Regions from separate parts of the Mus musculus genome. Here regions 2 and 3 are each linked to region 1. A link is a contact called in public Hi-C and HiChIP or PLAC-seq data. All regions are on one chromosome and are shown on one strand. Each heading gives the region's core, a stretch centred on a gene start, on an enhancer-like site or on the middle of the called end of the contact. The rest is flanking DNA. Distances are from core to core; before and after follow the strand shown.

Evidence for each region. A called contact is a pair of places that touch in the nucleus more often than the background predicts. HiChIP or PLAC-seq counts read pairs in DNA pulled down with a chosen protein or histone mark.
Region 2: an H3K27ac HiChIP or PLAC-seq map of VIP interneurons shows a contact between it and region 1, with 8 times the contacts expected there. The contact joins two enhancer-like sites. A contact is called at or near these places in 1 of 484 Hi-C or Micro-C datasets (the HPC-7 cell line) and 3 of 115 datasets of contacts at active chromatin or transcription factors (VIP interneurons, astrocytes and embryonic stem cells).
Region 3: a Hi-C map of cerebral cortex shows a contact between it and region 1, with 1.9 times the contacts expected there. The contact joins two enhancer-like sites. A contact is called at or near these places in 1 of 484 Hi-C or Micro-C datasets (cerebral cortex) and 2 of 115 datasets of contacts at active chromatin or transcription factors (astrocytes and oligodendrocyte precursor cells).

Annotation. Positions count from the first base shown.
Region 1 is chr4:142,158,798-142,162,009 of GRCm38.p6, forward strand. Kazn (kazrin, periplakin interacting protein) reads right to left here. Exons shown (of 18, transcript NM_144531.3): 6 at 247-383. Among named protein-coding and RNA genes, the nearest start is that of Gm35581, 33 kb to the left of the region's middle. Within about 2 kb of position 1,479, at least 47 of the 459 cell types and tissues checked have an H3K27ac peak or open chromatin away from gene starts, as enhancers often do. A contact at or near this core is called in VIP interneurons and cerebral cortex, where this site is marked.
Region 2 is chr4:142,955,524-142,958,735 of GRCm38.p6, forward strand. No RefSeq gene overlaps it. Among named protein-coding and RNA genes, the nearest start is that of Mir7021, 180 kb to the right of the region's middle. Within about 2 kb of position 1,703, at least 13 of the 459 cell types and tissues checked have an H3K27ac peak or open chromatin away from gene starts, as enhancers often do. A contact at or near this core is called in VIP interneurons, where this site is marked.
Region 3 is chr4:142,754,890-142,758,101 of GRCm38.p6, forward strand. No RefSeq gene overlaps it. Among named protein-coding and RNA genes, the nearest start is that of Gm42341, 110 kb to the left of the region's middle. Within about 2 kb of position 1,757, at least 32 of the 459 cell types and tissues checked have an H3K27ac peak or open chromatin away from gene starts, as enhancers often do. A contact at or near this core is called in cerebral cortex, where this site is marked.

The DNA.
Region 1 (3,212 bases), core at 229-2,728:
CACCTAGGGACACAGGGCCCAAGCAGGAGCTGGGCTGGATTTCTTGGATTGCTCAGATGAGATGAAGACACCAGAGCGCCAAGGGAGCTCTGGGATTCAAGGCAGAGACTACGCTTGGCTAAGAGCCTTGAGATGAGATTGTGAGCGGAGAAGAGATTGTGTTTGTCTGAGAGGGGAGGGCAGGAGAAAGGGATAGGAGAGGGACGGGGGTGAGAGGGGAGAGCAGGGGTCCAGGGAGACACCGACCTTGCGGTGCTGCTCATAGTTGCGGATGAAGTCTCGCAACTGCTCCTCGCGGCTCTCCAGCGTGGCGTACAGCTGCTGCATCTGGCTCACCAGGTCAGTCTTCTCGCCCTTTAAGCGCTTCCGGTCAGCTTTCATGGCTGCGGACAGGACAGAGGATTAATTAGCCCCCGATACTCAAGCCATTCCTCTGGGTGTCTTCTGTCTAGATGAGAAATGGTGTCTGCCCAATACAGTGTCTCTCCTGGATCCCCACACCACTGTGGTGTCCCAGGCTTGCTATGTGAATGGCTCCCTTTTCATCTCTCTGATTTGGCTATCAACAATGGAAGCCCTGCTGGGCTAGAAGGCTAGCATCGGAGGGGGACTCATACTCAGAACCCTGTATCTGAAATGAGCCCCAAGGTCAACCCACTGAGCCCACAGAACAGCTCAGTACCCTCCAAGACTCACTCATAAGTCCCACTTGATTATTAGCATGTAGGGCTCAACGACATGCAAGATAAGACACAGACGATCTGGACCACACAGGATAAACTGGACTCCGTCAAATTAAAAACTCTGCTTCACAGGGAGACATGGAGAGCAAGAAAAGACAGCTCGCAGAAGGGAGAAAATACCTGCGAGTCCCTTATCCAATAAGAGACATCTAGAATATAAAAATAAGTCAGAGGCCAGCAGGACAGCTCAGCTGGTAAAAATGCCCAGAGTCAAGTCTGACAATCTGAGTTCGATCACCAAGAACCCATATATAGAAAGAAGAGCCTACTTCTATTAGCTGTCCTCTGACCTTCATAGTTATCCTGTGATATAAACGTGGTGTTCATACACACACACACACACACACACACACACACTCAATTAAATTCAATAAAAAAAAACTTTAAAAATAAATTCTCATAACCCAACAAAACAAAGACAACTGTTGGGGCTAGAGAGATGGCTCAGTGGTTAAGATCACCTGCTGCTCTCGGAGAGGACCGGAGTTCATTTCTCAGTACCCACCAGGCAGCTCACAACTGCCTGCAATTCCAGCTGCAGGTGGGGGCATCTGAGGCCACGCCACCGCTACACACAGAGAGCCTCAGGGAACCCGGCACAGTGGGGACTCCAGGGCTGGTCGGCATTCAGAATTCCAGCTTTGAGCCTCCCAGTGAACCCAGCTGACTCTGTCTTCTCAGCAGCCAGCTTGGCTGCACGGCAGCTGAGATCATCAGGGCTGGGTTTCTAGGCCTACTGAGCTGAAAGCTTGCAGGGTGGAGCTGAGGACACAGCCAGGCCAGCTCTCCAACATGGCGCAGCCTGTTACCAGGGAACCTGCCTTAAGAAATTCAAACATCCAGGAAGGCACAATGACAGAGTGAGCGAAGGCCCTTGCCAGCCCGCCTGATGACTCAAGTTTTCTTGCTCTCCATGTCTCCCTGTGAAGCAGAGTTTTTAATTTGACGGAGTCCAGTTTATCCTGTGTGGTCCAGATCGTCTGTGTCTTATCTTGCATGTGGGGCACACATGGTGGGAGAAAAGTGACTCCTGTAAGTGGTCCTTGGATTCCTTGCACATACGCTACAAATAAATAAAAGACAACCAACCAACCAACCAACCAACCCAACCGAAACGCCAAGATCCAACAAAGATCCCATATCCAGTCTGCAAGCACCCTCCATGCAAGCCTGGGCCAGCACCATAGGGCATCCACCGCCGCCATTCACTGGCATTTCAGATGCATTTTTATAGAGGTGGGCAGGCAGGTCCTCTTATCCCATCCTGGAGGGGGCATTCTGGCCACACAACCCATTAATGGCATAGCTGGGGAGCACCAGGCTTACAGACTGGCAGGTGTAACGGAGATAAGAGGGTCTAAGGAGAAGGGACAGAGAGTCCTTGAAGACTTGGTCGGTGGCCCCAAGCCTTACTACCTTTGTCCTTGTGGTTGGAAAATGAACCCCTAGTGTACTGGCTGGTTTTTGTTTGTTTGTTTGTTTTGTTTTTTAAGGATTTATTTATTTTATGTATATGAGTACATTGCAGCTGTCTTTAGACACACCACAAGAGGGCATCAGATTCCATTACAGATGGTTGTGAGACACCATGTGGTTGCTGGGAATTGAACTCAGGACCTCTGGAAGAGCAGTCAGTGCTCTTAACCTCTGAGCCATCTCTCCAGCCCTGTACTGGCTGGTTTTATGTATCAACTTGACACAGGCTGGAGTTATCACTGAGAAAGGAGTTTTAGCTGGGGAAGTGTCTCCATGAGATCCAACTGTGGGACATTTTCTTAATTAGTGATCAAGGGGGTAGGGCCCCTTGTGGGTGGTACCATTTCTGGGTGGGTGATAGTCTTGGTTCTCTAAGAAAGCAAACTGAGCAAACCAGGGGAAGCAAGCCAGTAAAGAACATCCCTCCATGGCCTCTGCATCAGCTCCAGCTTCCTGACCTGCTTGAGTTCCAGTTCTGACTTCCTTGGTGATGAACAGCAGTATGGAAGTGTAAGCTGAATAAACCCTTCCCTCCCCAGCTTGCTTCTTGGTCCTGATGTTTGTGCAGGAATAGAAACCCTGACTAATACACCTAGGATTCTGATTTGTTGCATCGTAAGTCTTACCCTGTGAGAACCAGTCTTTGCCCTCAGGCGCTTAGAGGCTCACCAGCGTCAGGATGCCTTGAGACAGGAAGGACCCCATGCCCCTGTGTCTGAGGGGCTCCCCATGATGTGCAACCCAAGTCGTTCCCAACTCACGGGAAGTGGGTACCCGCTCTAAGGTCCTGGGCCCTGTCCAACTCCGGCTGTACCGCACTAGGCTTCGGACCTAGCATCTGAGGAAGCTTTGGGAGGGAAGGCCATGTTTAAGTCAACCTAACTGACTTGCATTAATGCTGTTTCTATGGCTATGGTGGGACGCCCTTACAGAAGTGACTTAGGAAAGAAATTGCTCATTTTGCTTATGGTTCCAGAGGACGGAGACCATCAT
Region 2 (3,212 bases), core at 453-2,952, 800 kb after region 1:
TCTGGGAAATCAAACTCAGGCCCTTCTGCTTTCAAGGCAAGCACTTTAGCACCCAAGCTTCCCTCCCTGGCTCAGATGCTGACTTTTTAAACAGGGCATTTTGAGTTGAGTTTGGAAGAAAAAGTCTTTATTTAGTGCCAAAGGGCTCTCCTCTTGTCAACAGCAGAAATTCGGGGTCTGTTTTCGTCTGAGATACCTGTAAAAATCCAAAAGATAAAGCGGGTAGGTCATGTTTCAGTCCCAAGCCAGCTAGGGTTGGGGGTGGTGAGTTCCCTGGCTCTGCTCGCCATCACCGCAGTCCTGATGCAGAGGCAGACGTAGAAAGCACTTTGTTCATAACTAGCCGGCTACCTGCCAGAGCAGAGGGTGAAGAGCAATAACAGAACAAGTCTAAGCTCCCAAACTGTTCTTTTCCTGTTGCTGTGATAAAATAAAAAACACCCCCAGAAAACCAACTTAAGGAAGAAGAAGAAGTGGATTCTAGCTCATAGCTCAAGAGTACAGCAGGAGCTTGGAGAAGCTGCTCACGCCACATCAACAATCAGGAAGCAGAAGGGGCTGAATGCCCACTGCTGCACAGTCCCCCTTCTCCATTTAGAGCCTTCAGGATCCCAGTCAAGGAAAGGGGCTGCCCACGGTGGGTGGGTCTTCCCACCTCAACCAACCTAACCAAGATCATCTTCCACAGGCATGTCCTTGTCCCATGACTCTGTCAAGTTGACCATTAACACTAACCATCGTAAAGAACACATGGCTCTAAACAGGGGACCTCAAGCTACACATAAGCAGGTCCCTGACACACACAATGCACAACACTCCAAGCTGGATAATGTGTGTAAATCTGTGCCCATGCACTAAGCTCCCCTCAGCTTCACTTTCCTCTAGAATGAAGAAACAAACTGACTGGAGACAGGGCAGAGATCACCTACATCTGGTTTTCGAGACACTCATCATTACCATAAACAATGGTACCCCAAAGTACAGAGAGAGAGGCTATAGTATGTGCTCACAATCCATGGGATACTTCCAGGGAGACTAGCCAGATTCCCAGGGAGCTTGGCAGTCTGTGCACCTCTCTGGTAAGCAGCAGATACCAGCAACATAATCTCCTTGGAAGCGACCAGTGTTCCCACCATCTCACCAAAGACAGAGGATAAAGGAAGGCAAAAGTTGCCTTCTAACCGAAGGTCAGATTAACTCCCTGGCACACCTGGTTCTTCTCTACCACTAGCCCTGCACAGTCGCAGACGCCATTGAACAAAATGGTTGGATGTGTCACACACTGTTACATTATTAACAGTCACCCCTTGTCTTCCCAATATTTTGGCTACATTTTTTTATTTCAAAAAATCCAAACAGCTATAATTATAAGTTAACTATCTGACAAGACAGCTGACTGTGGCCTGTAAAAAGCAATTATTTTGACATTGATTATTTTCTACATGGGAGCAGAGTATCATAATTGTAGTTTGCTAAAAACGATCGCCACCTTCTAGGATGCACTCCTGATTTGGCTGGAGTTAATTAATGAGTGTTGTGGTGGGGTGGGGGAAGGTGAAGCCGACACACCATTTAACATACAAATTAATTGACATGAAATAAATTAATACGTTTAATTTAAATGTTATTAGTCTACCAAACAGAGAGAAACAGGCAAGGGGCTTCCGGATCCACGGCATTAGCATCAGCTACAGGGATGTCACCCAGTTACCATGGCAACTGCCTCATTAGGCTTCCCGGGGAAGCCACCACATAGATAGCATGGGGCTCAGGAACAGTGGGCAAAGGATTCCAGACATCAGATAGAAATTCAGAAATGCCAACTAGAAGAAAGCAGTGCTTTGAGGGTGGAAGTGGGAAGAAGCTGTTTATGTATAGGTGACCCGGGCTCCAGCCTGCAGCCAGAAAAAAAGGAAGGAAGGAAGGAAGGATGGATGAATGGATGGATGGATGGATGGATGGATGGATGGGTGGGAGGAAGGAGGGAAGGAAAAGGACCATCCAACATTTTTTGAGGTAATGGGGAAGCAGACATCATACAATATCAAGGTGGTTTGTGGGGAGAAAGGCAGGGCTTGCTCGGTAAAGAGCTGGATCTGCAATCACAGGCACCTGAGTTCAGATACCCAGCATCCCTGTAAAGAGCCAGATGCAACAGTGAATGTCCACAATCCCAGCACTGGGGAAGCAGAGGTGGTGGTCCACTGGAGCTCACTGGCCAACCAACCTAGCTGAACTGGTGAGCCCCAGATTCAGTGAGAGACCCTGTCTCAAATAGCAGACATAGGGGTTGGGGAGTTTTCTTAGCAGGTAAAACTGCTACCCAATGCAAGCTTTTCAACCTTAGCTCAGTCCCCAGGTCCCAGTTAAAATTCCAGCCAGAGTGGTGTGCATCTGTAATCCCAGCATGCCCAAAGCATGCCCAAGGAGAAGAGGGGAGGCAGAACCAACCAGAAGCCTTAGAGGCAGCTAGCCCTGAGTAGAGTATGGGTTGCAGTCACAGAAACAAGAGAGACCCTGACCCCAGGAGTTAGGAGAAAGCCAACCCCTAAACGTTATCCTCTGCTTCTAATTACATGTCATGGAATTTGTGTCACATGTTCCCTCATTCTCTCTGTTTCTTTCTCATACATACACAAAACAAATAATTAAATAAGGGCAGAAAGTGACTGAAGAAGATACCCAACATCAACCCCTGACTTTCACAAGTACACTGACACGCATGCAAACACACACACACACACACACACACACACACACACACACACGGAATAAGTGTAATTTTAAACGTATAAAGAAATTTGTTGGAAAGCTAAGCAACCATTGATGCAGAGAGAGAAGAAGATGCAGAGAGATAAGAGCCTTTGCCCATCCAATATAGCAGCCATTAGCCATTTGGCTGTTTCCATTTAATGAGAATAGCACTAGATAAAATAAAAGTTCAATTACTCAGCCATCCTCACTGCATTTCGCTGCTCAATAAACACACATGGCAGCTTGCAACTATACTGAGCTCTAAACTCAGAATTCCAGGGGCTGAATGAAGAGATGGTTCAGGGGTTAGGAGCACTGGCTCCTCTTCCAGAGGAAGCCATGCTCCTACAGTGAGACGCAAGGTAGAGACAGGAGAATCCCCACAAGGTGCAGTGTGCAGCAGGGAACAGAGACTTTCACCAACACCAACAAAGTGAAGACGGGGACTAATACCTGTG
Region 3 (3,212 bases), core at 507-3,006, 600 kb after region 1:
TGAGACTCTCTGCATATTTTATCTCCCCCGACCCCACGTTGCCGACTGCCAGCCTTGTCTAAACACGGTCAAAAGAATGACCCATGGTGAACCATACCTTGGGGAACTGTGAGGGAGGCTCCAGGAAAACAAGGCAGAGGCCTTTTACCTCAGGTGCATTTTGTTCCCCGGACTGTTCTTGGATGTGACTTCATGTCTCCTGTGATAAACATTCACATTCAATTTATAAGACACATTTATCTTTGTTGGATCAAAGCTACAGAACCCAGTCCGGCCAGTGTACCCTGAATATGGTCTTCTGCCTTGCTTTCATGTTTTCCCAGATAGACTCTATAGCACATCCAGACAATTGCATTTAAATTGGTCTGTCCCGAAAAGGTTCTGGGAAAAGGCTGCTCTGCTAACATTTAGCATGTGCCTAGTGATGGTTATTTACATGTTTTTCTGACCTCATATAATCTTCCTTGGACCGTTGCTTTCTTTGTTTCGTTTGTGTGTAAAAGTACAGTGAACCTGAAGTAAGGCTGTCTCCAGTATCAGACTGTAGTCCATTCCACTCCTCCGGGTCCTCAGAGCTCAGGTCTTGTAGACACAGCTCTGCATAGGTCGATGAAAGTCGACAAGCCTCCCCCAAAGCTCTGATCAATGATGAACAGATCTTGGTATGTGTTGTTCAAGCCCTGTCCCGCATATCTAGACGAGCGCCCACACATCTTGAGACCTCCAGTGCATGCCTGTGAAACACAGCATCAATAGTTTTGCCAGGCAGAAGGACCACTGACTTCAGCAGCACAGAAACCAGAAACAGCAGAACAGCTAACCCAGGAAACACAAGAAAACAGGAAAGAGTTGGCACCTACCAACCACCTACAAAACGGAAGCACCCTCTTCCCCACCTCGCCCTGACTGTGCTCTGTGAAACCTCACAGTCTGTGACGAGAGCTCACTCATGAATCTAGGAGGACACAGACCAACAGCTCTTAATTCCCCAGGCCCGCTCAAAAGGTTCTAGGTCATCCAGAGTCACCCATGAGCTGATGTTGTCACTGAGACCTGAGAACTAAGTTCTTTAAAGTTGTCCCCAGACCTGAAAGCTGTTGTGCCTGGAGACTCACAGCCAAGGTTTCTTCTGGATCTCTATGGAAAAAAATGTTTTTAATTACACTTATTTATTTATTTATTTATTTATTTATTTATACTGTGTATATGTGAGTGTCCAAATGTCCAAGTGTCCACCTTGCAGGTCTCAGAATAGAAGCAAGTCTTCACAGCACAAACTGGTACCCACTGAGCTATCTCAGTGGCCTGCCCCCCCAATGCTTTCTCAACTGGAGAGAGGACATAATAATAAAATCAGTGTCTGCAGCTTGGCCAGGCTTTTCCATCTGCTCTAGAAGGACAGATATCCCCCCAGACTTACACAATCAATGTGCTGCTTCTAGAAAGTTCCTGAATCACAGCCAGCTCAACGTGATGTGGGAGACCCTGCCAGACACCTCAGGGAAGGATCTGGGGTGTTCCTGATGCTGAAAAGGCAAAGCACCCAACAGGATGCCTGCCAGTTCGAAAAGGGCAGCTGGAGGTGTCATGTACCCTTTGTCTACGTGCTGTGGCTGCTGTCCCAACGAGGCACAGTGAGGGCCTGTGTTAAGATTCATCAGTCCCAGTGGGGAGGACGAGGGTACAATGTACTCCCATAGAACACCAGGTCCTTGGCCTCAGCATCTCGCAGCTGTGTGCATCTGGAAGAGAGTGTCCTGAGAGCACTGCATAAACACAGAGCCCAGTGAGGAGTCAGATGCTGAGGGTGGAGCCAGGGCAGCTGAGGATGCTGCAGCCTTGCGAGCTGCCTCACAATGCAAACTGAGCAGACAACGTTGGCTTCTTTGTATGTTTATTTTTAACTAGTGTTCAAAATAATACGTTTCCTATGCGATTTTTGTGCATACTTAGTTTTGGTTGATTCTCCATTCCTCCACCACCCCCATCTCCCTGGCCTCTATCTTTACTGCATCCCTCCACCGCACACTCCCTTTTTCATATCCCTCTGGGTGCTTTTAGATTAAGTTATTTTCTGTGTATGAGTATTTGCCTGCATGCACATATGTGCACCACACGTGTGCCTGGTGCTCCTAGAGGTCAGAAGAGAGCATCATGTACCCTGGAATTGGAGTTGCGGATGGTTATTATCCACCATGTGGATGCTGGGAACTGAACCTGCGTCCTCTGCCAGGGTAGCAAGTGCTCTTAACTGCTGAGCCATCTCTCTAGCCCTCATGACCCATGTGTTCTATTGCCTATCTCACTCCTCCCGTTTCTCAAAGCTCTTTTTCCCCATTTCACAGGCCACCATCCCCCAACCATGAAGGTGAAGGACCTATGAACAGGAATCTTGTGACAAAAAAAAAAAAAAAAAAAATGGGGCGTGGTGGCACACGTCTTTAATCCTAGCACTCGGGAGGCAGAGGCAGGAGGATTTCTAAGTTCGAGGCCAGCCTGGTCTACAAAGTGAGTTCCAGGACAGCCAGGGCTATACAGAGAAACCCTGTTTCAAAAAAAAAAAAAAAAAAAAAAAAAAAACGAAAAGAAAGAAAGAAAGAAAGAAAGAAAGAAAGAAAGAAAGAAAGAAAGAAAGAAAGAAGGAAAGAAATCTTGTGACCCTGAAAAAGAAATCAGGTTAACACCGGCTGAAGAAATAACTGCCATGCTCCTCTGCTGGCAGGAGGAACAAAGTGAAGATGGCCATCCTTCCGAAGATTATCTGCAGACTCATTGTGGTTCCCATTGAATTAAATGTTGTCTAGGAGTTGCCTTGGTCATGATGTCTGTTCATAGCAGTAAAACCCTAAGACAGGCACCAACTGTTTATTTTGCTAGTGTTTAGATTTTAACAACAAAAAACAGAGCTTAGATCCACATCTAATGAGAGGAGGGGTTGAGAAACTGCAGCAGGGTTGCTGGTGAAGGTAGGGGTACCTGAAGATGCCTGGGGCTGGCTTACAGGTTCAGAGGTTCAGTCCATTATCATCAAGGTGGGAGCATGGCAGCATCCAGGCAGGCATGGTGCAGGAGGAGCTGAGAGTTCTACATCTTCATCTGAAGGCTGCTAGGAGAAGACTGACTTCCAGGCAGCAAGGATGAGGGTCTTAAAGCCCACACCCACAGTGACACACCTACTCTAACAAGGCCACACCTCCTAACAGTGCCACTCC